Linked DNA regions of Sus scrofa: region 1 is linked to region 2. The links are chromatin contacts, called in public HiChIP or PLAC-seq maps. All regions are on one chromosome and are shown on one strand. Each heading gives the region's core, a stretch centred on a gene start, on an enhancer-like site or on the middle of the called end of the contact. The rest is flanking DNA. Distances are from core to core; before and after follow the strand shown. Region 1 holds the start of STIP1 (stress-induced-phosphoprotein 1). Region 2 holds the start of CCDC88B (coiled-coil domain-containing protein 88B).

Region 1 (6,009 bases), core at 1,153-3,652, 150 kb after region 2:
GCAGATGTGGTTTGGATCTGGCATGGCTGTGGCATAGCAGGCTGGCAGCTGCAGCTCTGATTAGCCCCCTAGCCTGGGAATGTCCATGTGCCGTGGATGTGGCCCTAAAAAGCAAAAAAAAAAAAAAAAGCATCCGGTGTTGGCACTGCTGTGGCTCTGGTTACAGCTGTGGTGTGGGTTTAGCCCCTGGCCTGGAAACTTCTGCATGCTGCAGGTGTGGCCAAAAAAAAAAAAAAAAAAAAGAAAGAAAAACAGACAAACCAACTCAGATGCCCAGGATGTCCAGGGTGATTCAATGGCCTAGCCTTGGGAGACGAATTTCAGACCATACAGAAGGCAGCCTCCTGATAGGCACTGAGAGTTTCTACTGCCGGGTTCCCTGCTTCTCCTTGTCCTCCTCCCTAGACTTTGCCAGGAAGGGTGTAGTAAGTAGAATAACGACCCCCAAAGATGTCTGCATCCTAATCCCCGGAGCCTGTAAATATGCTGCCTTACGGGCAAAAGGGAGTTAAGGGCATAGATGGCATTAAGGTTGCTAATCAGCGGAGTTTAAGTGGGGAGATGATCCTGGATTATCCTGGTGAATTCACCGTAATCGCACAGGTCCTTGAAAAATGCAAGAGGGAAGCAGAAGCAAGTCAGAGGGAAAAGCCACTAGGGAAGACTGGTCTGAGTTATGCGACACTGCTGGCTTTGAAGATGGAGGAAGAGGGCCGAGAGTCGAAGAAGGGGGGTGGTCTCTGGAAGCTGGTGCTGACACCGTGATTTTAGCTCAGTGAGACTCAGCTCAGACTTCTAACCTACAGAACTTTAGGAAAATGAATTTTGTTTGTTCTTTAAGCTGCTAAATTTATGATAATTTGTTATAGCAACAATAGGAAACTCAAACACAGGGTCACCCACATGCTTCATTGCCTGAATCAGTTACATCTGCCTAATGACTTTCCAGACCACAGATGGGAACCAAACAACCTTGAGCTCAGCCTGGGCTCTGACCCTCAAAGGCCGTGTTGGCCTTGAGCCAGTCCTGGCTTCTTATCTGTGCTCTGGGGCAGTGCTGCCTCGCCAGGAACACATATTGAGTTAAGAAAGGGAGAGCAAATGGTTGTAGAGGGCTTATCTTGGCAAGGGCTGGTACCTCGTACCCTGTGGGTGGTTGCTGTCCTGGATGCAGTTGGCAAGGCCCTTCTTACACGGCTGAGTTACTGGAGAAGCAACAAGTGGCTTCCTGTCCCCTGGTTTATGATGGTCCCTCTCTACCCTCCCTCCCAGGGCTGATCACTGTCTACCTCCCGGTCTACAGGTCTGCTGCTGATCCTTTCTTGGGAACCATGGTGACGTCAGCTGCATCCACAGGGGGCTGTTCTGTGATCCTCCCTGCAGTCCTGTCCAGGGTTCCTGCTACACAGCACCAGAGAGGCCAGGTACACAGAAGCAGGTCTGCAACCAGCTAGACCTGAACTATGTCTTCCTCCTAATTTTTTTTTTTTAATTGTCTTTATAAGGCTGCACCAGAGGCATATGGAGGTTCCTGGGTTAGGGGTCGAATCGGAGCTGTAGCTGCCGGCCTACACACAGCAACGCTGGATCCTTAACCCACTGAGCAAGGCCAGGGATGGAACCTGCGTTCTCATGGATACTAGTTAGATTCGTTTCCGCTGAGCCACATCAGGAAATCCTTCCTCCTAATTTACAGCCCAAGAAGCAAGTCACAAGGGTAAGAGTGAGCAGAGCTGGTACTAAAACCTTCTCTGGAACCCTGGCTCCTTGTCCCAGGTTTTAAAAATATGCACTATTATATTTATCCAATAATAAAATGGTATAGAAAGACAATGTATTTTAAAAATCTACCTTTACAGTCCTTGTAAGAAATTAGGAAAAATATGAAGAAAAAAATCATCCCAATTCTTCCACCCAAGAACGCTCTTGGAGCTCTAGTTTTTTGCCTTCAAATTCCAAGATTTCCAGCTTTGCCTCCTCAGCTGCTCTAGCTTTGGTTCCAGCCGCGGCCCCGCGCGGCCCCGCGCATCTCTGCCCCTGGGGCTAAGAGGCAGCCGCTCAGCGGCCTGGGGAAAGTTGCCCAACCGGACATACCTGTTCGTGCCACTCGTCACCTTCCCAGGGCCGCTTGGGACCCGCGGCTCTCAGGAACTGGGGACAGGGTGGGGCCGCTTGACCCCTGGGGAGCTGCGCTCGGCTCTGTACCGAGGGGCGGAGGGGGGCCGGGGTCGCGCGCGGGAGGCGCCTCGGCCCAGGAAGTTGGCGGTGGCTGGGCCAATCCCGAAAGAGCGCACGGCTGCCGGCGACCCTCCGAGAGCAGGGCTTGCGTGCGGCTCGACCCACGCAGGCCCAGGCGGGGCGCGCACGTGTGTATAGGAGTGTGCGGGCCCCTCCGGCGGCCGGGACTACAAGTTCCAGGGTGCCCAGCGGCGCGCCCGGGTTTTCTGGCCGCGCGGCTCGCTGGCTCCCGAGCAGGTCGCCGCGGGCTGGCACGAGCCACCCGGTCCCCGTGTAAATAAGGGAGAGACTCTCCTAGCACCGTAAATAGAGTCCAAGTGGGCGGGGAGCCGCCCTGCGCCGCCCGCTCATGTCTCTGCAGAGCCGAGTGTCCGGCCGCCTGGCACAGCTGCGCGCGGCGGGGCAGCTGCTCGGCGCCCCGCGCCCCTGGCCCGGCCCCTCAGCGGGTGCCACGCGGACCCGCAGCAGTGCGTGCGGTCCCCCGGCGTCCCTGGGCGCGTACGACTCCGGCGCGCGGACCCCAGCGGGAGTTGGGGCTGGGGGGGCGGCAGCAGTGGGGCGGAGAGCCGGGGTGCGCACCTGGGCCCCCCTGGCCATGGCGGCGAAGGTGGACCTGAGCACCTCCACCGACTGGAAGGAGGCAAAATGTAAGTGTAAGCAGGAGGGGGGCGAGGGCCGAGGGCAGCCCTACTTGGGCCTTCACCGGCTGGACGGCACCCCACCAGCAGCCTCGTCCACCCCAGAGACCTGGGGAAGTTAAGACCCCCTGTCCCCTGGTAGGGACACCCCCCCTTCACAGCCACGCCCCCCATGTGCCCAGTGCCTTGAACCACCTAGCACCAGACCAGGTCTAGGTCCCCAGTCGAGGGGTGTGTGAGGAGGGTGGCCTCCCCTCGCTGGGATGGGTCACACGGCACCTGCGGAGATCATCGAGGGCCTGCTGCCTACTCTGTTGTGCAGAAGGGAAACTGAGGCTCAGTGCCTGAACCCAGGAGCCCAAGGTCACTCGGAGTTTGCTTCAGATCTGAAAGAAGGCTCTGAACTCCCCAGGCTTTGCAAAGTACGGTTTCTCAAGTGATGGCATTTTAGGCAGAGTGGCAGGGAATGGGCAGAGGGAACAGCTCTGGGGCTGGTGTCCCACCTGGTGGGATCAGATGGCCAAGAGGAGGGGCCTCTCTGTGCAGGCGGGATCCCCCCCATCGCTACCCTGGGAGCCTGCCTCTCTGGGCACGTGGTCTGGTGCCCTTTTGCCCTTATCGCTGGCCTCTGGCCACTTGTGAGCAGTTTCTGTCTCATTCCTGGGGAGCACAGGGCAGAGGAGCTGGAGGGCATGGCAGAGATAGTGCATTTTGTCTGAGAACAGTGACACCCCCTCCCGCCCACCCCCAGGAATCAAGCCATTTCCTCCTGCTCAGGGGCAGGGCATGAGTCCTGGTGGGCATGAGGCCCAGGGCTGGACTCTGGGCCTGGACCGAACAGGGAAGGCAAAGCAACCTGACCTGCGGAGCCGCAAATAGCCCCAGCTGCCCCTGCCCTTCAGGGCCTGCTCCCTGGGCTCTTGTGACCATTCCCGGCTGGATCCCCTTTCAAAAGGGCAGGGACGGCAGCTCATTGGCTGGGCCCATGTGGTGGAGTGGGTTTCAGCCAATGGGGCTGGGAAGGCAGGCCTGGGGCGGGGTGTGGTTGGGGGCCAGCAGACGGCGTCCTCTCGGGATTGGAGGTGGAGTTCAAGATGACTTGCCCCTGTCAGGAACTGCGGCACCCTCCCGGGGATCTTAAAGCGCCGGCAGGAGGCACTTGACTTTGCTCTTGGAGCGCAAGGAGTGTTTGTCACGCCCCCAGCTCTGGCCCCAGAACACCCTGGTGGGGAGTAGGGGGTTTGCCCCGCAGGGATCCCCACTTTCCCTTCTTTTCAGAGAACGGCAGCTCAGGGTGGTAGGAAAGAGAGCTGGGGCAGCTGGGGACCCAGGCACCGTTCCTTCTAGGACCCAGCTCCCCGCCCCCTCCCAATCGTTGGTGCCGCCCCAAACTTCCAGACCCCATGCAGCTGACAGGCCAGCCATTCCCAGCTGTTGGGCTTGCCATTCATTGAGTCCATTTTTATCAAGTGCTTTCTATGTAACCAGCACTGCCATGGTGCTGGGGAGACAGGCAGGGGCCCTGCCCTCCCAGAGCTTAGGGAGAAGGGACTGCAGAGGATGTGACCAAGGCAACCAGACAATGCCAGGTAGAGGTCAATGCAGTGGAGAAGCCATGGCGGATGGGGCTGGCCGAATCCAGTGTCCAGCCAGGGGGCAGTGTGAGGCGGGTGGGCTTGCCTCAGGAGCGCCGGCAGCCCTTAGATGGTAGCTTGTGGGAGTGAGACACAGAGAGATCTCTGTGTTTTAGTGGCGTCTTGCTGCATAATAACAAATTACTGGACATTTAGCAGCTTAAAACAGTAAACATTTATCTCAGAGTCTCTGAGGTCTAGAACTGGGTCTAGAACTGGGAGCTTAGGTCAGGCTGTGGATTTCTCAGGAGGTCGGTGGAGATTTGGGTGGGGCTGGAGTGAGCCCTTCCCAGATGGCCCGGTCAAGTGAAATGGCTGTTGGGGAGTTCCTGTCGTGGCGCAGTGGTTAACGAATCCGACTAGGAACCATGAGGTTGCGGGTTCGGTCCCTGCCCTTGCTCAGTGGGTTAACGATCCGGCGTTGCCGTGAGCTGTGGTGTAGGTTGCAGACGCGGCTCGGATCCTGCATTGCTGTGCCTCTGGCGTAGGCCAGTGGCTACAGCTCCGATTCGACCCCTAGCCTGGGAACCTCCATATGCCGCGGGAGCGGCCCAAAGAAATAGCAACAACAACAACAAAAGACAAAAAGACAAAAAAAAAAAAAAAAAAAAAGAAATGGCTGATTGGCTGAAGGCCTCGGTTCTTCACCTCAGGGCCTCTCCCCAGGCTGCTTGAGTGTCCTCGCGACATGGCACCTGGCTTCCCCCAAGCACGTGACCCAAGAGAGGGAAGGTGAGGAGACCAGGCCTGAAGCCACAGTGCCTTTTTGTGGCTTTGGTGCCAAGTCCACACTGTCTCTTCTGCTTTATCTTTTGTTTATTTAGAATCAAGTCACAGAGTCCAGTCTACATTCAAGGGGAGGGAAATTAGCTTCCACCTTTGGAAGGGCAGAGAATCAAAGAATTTGGGGCATAATTTAAAAACCCACAAGAGGGGCTGCCTCAGCTGGGCTCTGCCTCTGATTGGGATCTGAGCTTTGAGCTTTGAAGACCCGCACACTTTTTCTTCATTACATTTCGGTTTACATGTTCAGCTGAGTTGTACAGTGAGATTCATCAAGTGCACAGACTTTGAGTGAACAGTGTACTCGTACCTGAGTATCCAGCTGTGCAACCTCTGGGTAGAACATTGCCATTGCCCCAGAGGTTCCTTTGAGCCCTTTTCCAATCAATACCTTACAGCTAATCACTCTTCTACCTGTTCATTTCCTTTCTTCTTGAGCTTCGTATCACCAAGGCATACAGTGTGTCCAGTTCCTTTTACTAAATATCTTGTGTGATTTGTCCACATGATTGGGTGCGACATTTTCTCTTTTTCTTGCTGCGTAATATTCCGTAGTGTGGATACACCACAGTTTGTGTGCCCATTCTCTTGTTGATGGGCAGTTGGCTTCCAGTTCAGGCCTGTTGGGAATACAGCTGCTCTGAATATCCTTGTACATGTCTTTGATGGACATGTGCTCACCTTTCTCTGGCGGATATACCTACATAGGCCTCTAA
Region 2 (5,867 bases), core at 408-2,907:
CTGCAGCTCCTCCTGCGGAGGAGGGGCAGGAGATGTGGGAAGGGCCTTCCCGAAGCGGGGGGGGGGGGGGGGGGGGCGGGGGGGGGCGGGGGGGGTCCCAGGCTCGGCCTCCCCAGATCCCTCACCTGGTAGAAGTCCCTCAGTCGGCTCCACAGGTGGTTCAGGTTCCACACCCGCCAGGCTACGGGCCCCTCATGGCCTCTGGTCATTCGAGGGCCCCTCGGGAGCTAGGGGCACTGTGGGCACAGGTAGGTGATAGATGGGAGGGAAAATCCAGGACCCGCCTCCCCTAAACCAGGCTCTGCCCACCGCCCCTCAGGCTCCTCCCACCAGGATGCCAGGCCCCCTCCCTCAAACCCCTAGGGAGCTGCCGGGGTCATTCTCTTGTGCCCCTTACATGATGCCCAGCACCCGGAGAAGCAGGGCCCCATCGCTGAGACGCAAGAACCTCTTCTCCGGACAAAGGGGCCCATCTCCTTCCTCCTCTGCTTCCCCCTCTGGCTCCTCAGCCTCCCCCACCAGCCCAGCCAGTCCCAGCGCCTGTGGGAACAGAAAGGAGTCAGCTGGCCTGGGTGGGAGCCCTCCACCAGCTGAGCGACTCCCGAGAGCCTCTGACCTGCCCCCGAGCCCACGCAGCCCCTCCTCACCAGTTCCCTGAATGCCAGTGGCCCGGGGTCTGGACCCCTTTCCCTGCCCCTCCATCCTCGGTTGAGCCCACCCCTCTCCTCCAGGCCCCCTCTGCCCCGCTCCTCCCCACCCCCACACCAGCCCCTCCCAGCTGCTCACTTCCCCTCCCCAGCCCCCCTCCCCCTGCCCCCTCACCCAGGTGGCCAGGCTCCCACTGAGGAAGTCTCTGATCCTGGGCCCCTTGCCCCCATCCATGACGGGGTCAGGGTGTTGGTCCTGTTGTGGCAGCTGCACCTGCCGTGAGAGGAAGAGGAAGTCCCCGGGTGGGGATCCCGGCCCCAGCCACAGACACCCTGTGCAGCTAGCTTCCTCCTTCCGGGTGCTGGCAGGCCGTGCACCCCCAGGCTCCTGCTTCGCCACCCTGCCTCCGCCCCCACCACTCCACATCCTCCCAGCATCTCCGACAGTGCTGGCCCAGGGATTAGCAGTAGGGTCAGGGCTCCCCAGGAGCAAGGCCCACGGCTCTCCTGGCTCCATGGACAAGGGTAGGTGAGTCCTTCCCCTCCCTGGGCCTCCTTTGCCCAACTTGAAACCCGCGAGGGCCACTTCGGCCTTGTACATTTCAGGGCCTTTGCAGGGGCTCCAGGCCTCACATGGTGCGTCTAGGTGCCCACACCTGCCTCTTCTGATCTGCCCGGCTCCCCTCTCCCTCTGTTGCTCCTCAAACTTATCCCAAACACCCTCCCAACCCGTGAAGCTGGGAGATGCCACCCCCCGCAGCAGACCCCCTCTGAGCCCTCACCAGAGGGGCTACCCCCCCCTTATTCTCTATACACTGGACAGAGACAGGACATCTGGCCTGGGGGCTAGGGACCTCACAGGTCTCTCTTTCCTGTCTGTAAAAAAAGCGGGTTGGAATCCAGCCTCTGAGGGAAGCAGTTTGATGCAGAGACCAGAGACATGCCTCATGGACAAACCAGGAGGCCAGGAGGACACCCCGCAGCTCACTATGAGGCTCCGTGTGGGCCGCCGTGCTGGGTACTGAGATGCGGTAAAAAGCCACATAGTCCCTGCCCCCATGGGTGCACAGTACCCTGGGGAGGCAGCTATGCAAATCACACACACACACACACACACACACACACACACACACACACAATGTAACACTGCAGCTGTGCTACAGGCATTGACAGGGAGGGCGCTTGACGGCAGGGGGATGATCAGGAAGGGCAGGGGGAGGGCGGCTGACATGAAGCTGAGATTGGGAGGACCGGGTTACCTGGGCAAAGCGGGGAAGAGAGAAGGACATCCAAGCAGCTGCAACAGATAGTGCAAGGCCTCAGCTGGAAGCACGGCCAGCGTAAAGCCCAGACATTATTCATGTTTCATCGATTCCCACTTTTTTGTTGTTTGTTTGTTTTTTGTTTGTTTGTTGAGGGCCACACCTGCGGCATATGGAAGTTCCCAGGCTAGGGGTCAAATTGGAACTACAGTTGCTGGCCTACACCACAGCCACAGCAACGCCAGACCCAAGCCACATTTGCGACCTACACCGCAGCTCATGGTAATACCAGATCCTTAACCCACTGATCTAGGCCAAGGATCAAACCCAAGTCCTCATGGATACTAGTCAGGCTCATTACCACTGAGCCACAATAGAAACTCACTCCCACTTTATTTTCATTATTATTCTTTTTTTTTTTTTTTTTTTTGTCTTTTTGTCTTTTGTTGTTGTTGTTGTTGCTATTTCTTGGGCCGCTCCCTCGGCATATGGAGGTTCCCAGGCTAGGGGTTGAATCGGAGCTGTAGCCACCGGCCTATGCCAGAGCCACAGCAACGCGGGATCCGAGCCGCGTCTGCAACCTACACCACAGCTCACGGCAACGCCGGATCGTTAACCCACTGAGCAAGGGCAGGGACCGAACCCGCAACCTCATGGTTCCTAGTCGGATTCGTTAACCACTGCGCCACGATGGGAACTCCCTCTTTTTTTTTTTTTTTTTTGGCCCAGCCTATGGCATGCAGAAATTCCCAGGCCAGGGATCGAACCCTAGCTACAGCAGTGACGATGCTGGATCCTTAACCACTAAGCCACCAGGGACCTCCCCAGACACTTTATTTCTCACATGGATAAATCTCTGAAGTCAAGTTGCACGGCAGAATTGCTGGCTGGCTGGCAGCTGTCCTGACATTGTTGTCATTGCTTGCACGTGCCCACACTTCAAAAGCATCAAACCCTTCAGAAAGGGCATCAGCAGCTTGGAAGAGGAGCCCAGAGGAAAGAGCAGAGCACTCTTAACCCCAAGACCCAATGGTGGGAGCCCCCCTGTGGCAGGGAGTGGGGTGGGATGGGGGCGGGCGGCGGAAAGCAGACTTGTCAGCAATGCTCCCAAAGCAGAAACCCAGAGTCAGGGGGCTCTGCAGGCCTGCAAAGCGGGCTTCGGACTCCCATGGCTGCTGGTGGGTTTAGGGTTGTCTTATGAATTGTTGGGGAGGACAGCTGCTCTCCTGAACTCTTGACGCCTCACAGGAGGAGGTGGTAGGGCAAGCAGACAGCGAACCTCTGTCTGATTCCAAATGCGAATGAGCTGTAACACCATAAACAATGTATTCTGCTTCTATTTTCCTTTTTATGTGTGCGTCAGAATTATATATGATGAGAATCTATGTCTAAGTCAAAAAGAGCTCCTTCGGGAAGTATAAAATAAAGATTCTAGTGATGAAAGGGCCTTGGGACATAGTTAACTGGCAACACTCCTTTTTTCTTTAGTGGCAGCTTTTATAATCGTTGACATCTTAGATTTGCTGAAACGTGGGGCAGTTGTGCAAACACGGGCTTCCCATGAGCCAGCGCGGTTCAAGTACTTTACACTAATTAACTTATTTGCAGTGGGCTAGGCTATGAAGTAAGCACCATGGATTCACTCCAATTTACAGAGGAGGAAGCTGAGACTCAGAGAGATTAAGAGCACGCCCAGGAGTTCCCGTCGTGGCTCAGTGGTTAACGAATCCGACTAGGAACCATGAGGTTGAAGGTTCGATCCCTGGCCTCGCTCAGTGGGTTAAGGATCCGGCGTTGCTGTGGCTATGGTGTAGGCCGGCAGCTACAGCTCCAATTCAACCCTTAGTGTGGGAACCTCCATATGCTGTGAGAGTGGCCCTAGAAAAGGCAGAAAAAAAGACAAAAAAGAGCACACCCCAAATCACACAGCTCTGAAGTGGTAGCCTGACCAGGCAACGGGAGACCATGCCAGGGTTGTTAGCCGAAGAGCGTCTCTGGTTGTTTAGGCCTCCCGAGATGCATCTGAACATGCAGATAACCCTCTCAGAGGGTTGTTGCGAGGATTCCACGAGCTGGGACCCAGCTTAAGTGTTCGTTAAATGGTCCCTGGTGTGGTCGTTCTCTTTAGCATTAGTAATATTGAGTTCATCCAGATTTGACCCTCCGCGCATCTTCTGCCTCTTTATGTCCGTCCCCCAGGGATCCCAGGGCAGGAAGTGCTCCCACGCGCCTGCCCCGTGTTAGCCAAGCGTGGTGACAGGGGCCTCGCCTCCTGGTGGCCGAGAGCCCCTGCCTTGCTCAACATCTTGAAGTCACACCCTTCCTCGAGCCTCCTCAGAGACATGGGCTGTGTTGCCACATTGCTCTTGCTGATTGCTCTCACATTGTCACTTGGGACATGCCTGGCTGCACCTCAGTCTCTCAAGCTGGATCTATGACTTAGTTCAGCCGAGTCAGGCGGAGGGCGGGTGGGGGGTCGGGAGGATGGAAGAAGCTGGGGAGGGGCTCCCGCATCAGCTGACACAGAGATCCTGGGATTTTGAGGCTCAATTAGCCATTTAAGGAGGTTCATCAGAAGCTGGCAGTGGTCCCTATCCTTAGACTAAATTTTTTCTTTAAAAACATGTTCGAGGAGTTCCCTGGTGGCCTAGCGGGGGATCCGGTGTCGTCACTGAAGCAGCTTGGGTTGGGTGGGTTCAGTCTCTGGCCCGGAAACTTGCAAATGCCGCAGGCGCAGTCAAAAAAAAATTTTTTTTTTCAGGTGCATGTGCAAAAACATCAAGAAGGGAGTTCCCACTGTGGCTCAACGAGATCAGCAGCATCTCTGCAGCACCAGGACATAGGTTTCATCCCCAGCCCGGCACAGTGAGTTAAAGGATCCAGTGTTGCTTCACCTGCAGCTCAGATCTGATCCTTGGCCCAGGAACTCCATATGCCACCAGGTGGCCAAAAAGAAAAAAAAACAAATGTCAAGAAGATATAAAGAAAAAAACCCAGTCTCTATCTCATAACTCTCAACCCCAATCCCCAATGCTCCGTTAGCATTTTCTGTGTCCTGCCGGAGCTGTAGCTACCCAAGTCTGTCTATAATAGGTGGTTGCAACCACACACACACACACACACACACACACACACACCCCTCCACACTTCAAAATACATTTCACAATCTGCTCCATTTCAGTTCAGGATCACTGGCCTTGGCCTTTTTAAGGGCTACATAATATTTCACTATGCTACCTTTTCATCCCCTCAAATGTCTCTTGTTGGCAAAGATTTAAAACATCTGCATCTTTTGCTACTACCACAGTGCCATAATGACTGCCCTTCTCAGATACCTTTTTCTGGCAGTTTCTAAGGGGAGTTGGTGCCAACTACTGCCAATATGGGGAACCAAGAGGCAGGCAAGGAGAGAAAGACCGACAAACAGACGATGTTGTCACCTGCCACTGTCTCCCTGCAACCTCCTTCCTCGGGACTCAGCTTCGCCACCCACACAGGGCAGGAGCAAGAAGGACTTCCAGTTCCCTTCTGGTTTTGAATTCTCTGGGTAGCCCTGGTCTGACGCCCAGGCCAGAGACAGCAGGGCTCTGGGGCTCCAGAAAGTACAATCTAGGGAGGCCAGGGCAGGTGGCAGCTAGGTTCTGCCAGAGCCCAGTACCAACCAGGGCCAAGTCAGAGAGCAGTACTCCCTCCCTGCCTGCGGGGGGCCCAGTGCCCCGCCTGGCACCCCAGCGGCTTGGCTGGGGCCCAGCTCTCTAACCGGATGGTTCAGGGCCCCAGGCTTGAGAACAAAAATCAAAAAACAGCCTCCATGGCCTTTGGAACACGTGGCCCTCTGGCGTTGGGTCTGAGGAACTCTCCCTCCTCTCCATCCAGGTAGAAAATGTGGGGGGAGGGTGTCCCACCGGGTCCCACCCACCTTTTGGGGGTGGAACCAGCCAGAGTTGCACAAGAGCAG

What was found. HiChIP or PLAC-seq counts read pairs in DNA pulled down with a chosen protein or histone mark.
Region 1: an H3K27ac HiChIP or PLAC-seq map of alveolar macrophages shows a contact between it and region 2. The contact joins the promoter of STIP1 here to the promoter of CCDC88B in region 2. A contact is called at or near these places in 1 of 5 promoter capture datasets (fetal skeletal muscle), 1 of 47 Hi-C or Micro-C datasets (liver) and 2 of 2 datasets of contacts at active chromatin or transcription factors (alveolar macrophages and skeletal muscle).

What each region holds. Positions count from the first base shown.
Region 1 is chr2:7,936,598-7,942,606 of Sscrofa11.1, forward strand. It overlaps STIP1 (stress-induced-phosphoprotein 1), which reads right to left and starts at 2,403. Exons shown (of 15, transcript XM_003353794.4): 1 at 2,095-2,403. It overlaps MACROD1 (MACRO domain containing 1), which reads left to right and starts at 2,528. Exons shown (of 11, transcript NM_001204770.1): 1 at 2,528-2,885. The coding sequence starts at 2,588.
Region 2 is chr2:7,782,968-7,788,834 of Sscrofa11.1, forward strand. It overlaps CCDC88B (coiled-coil domain-containing protein 88B), which reads right to left and starts at 1,658. Exons shown (of 31, transcript XM_021082875.1): 1 at 823-1,658; 2 at 398-540; 3 at 223-236; 4 at 126-220; 5 at 1-12. The coding sequence starts at 1,248. It overlaps LOC110259241 (a long non-coding RNA gene), which reads left to right and starts at 994. Exons shown (of 3, transcript XR_002341448.1): 1 at 994-1,172; 2 at 4,671-4,774.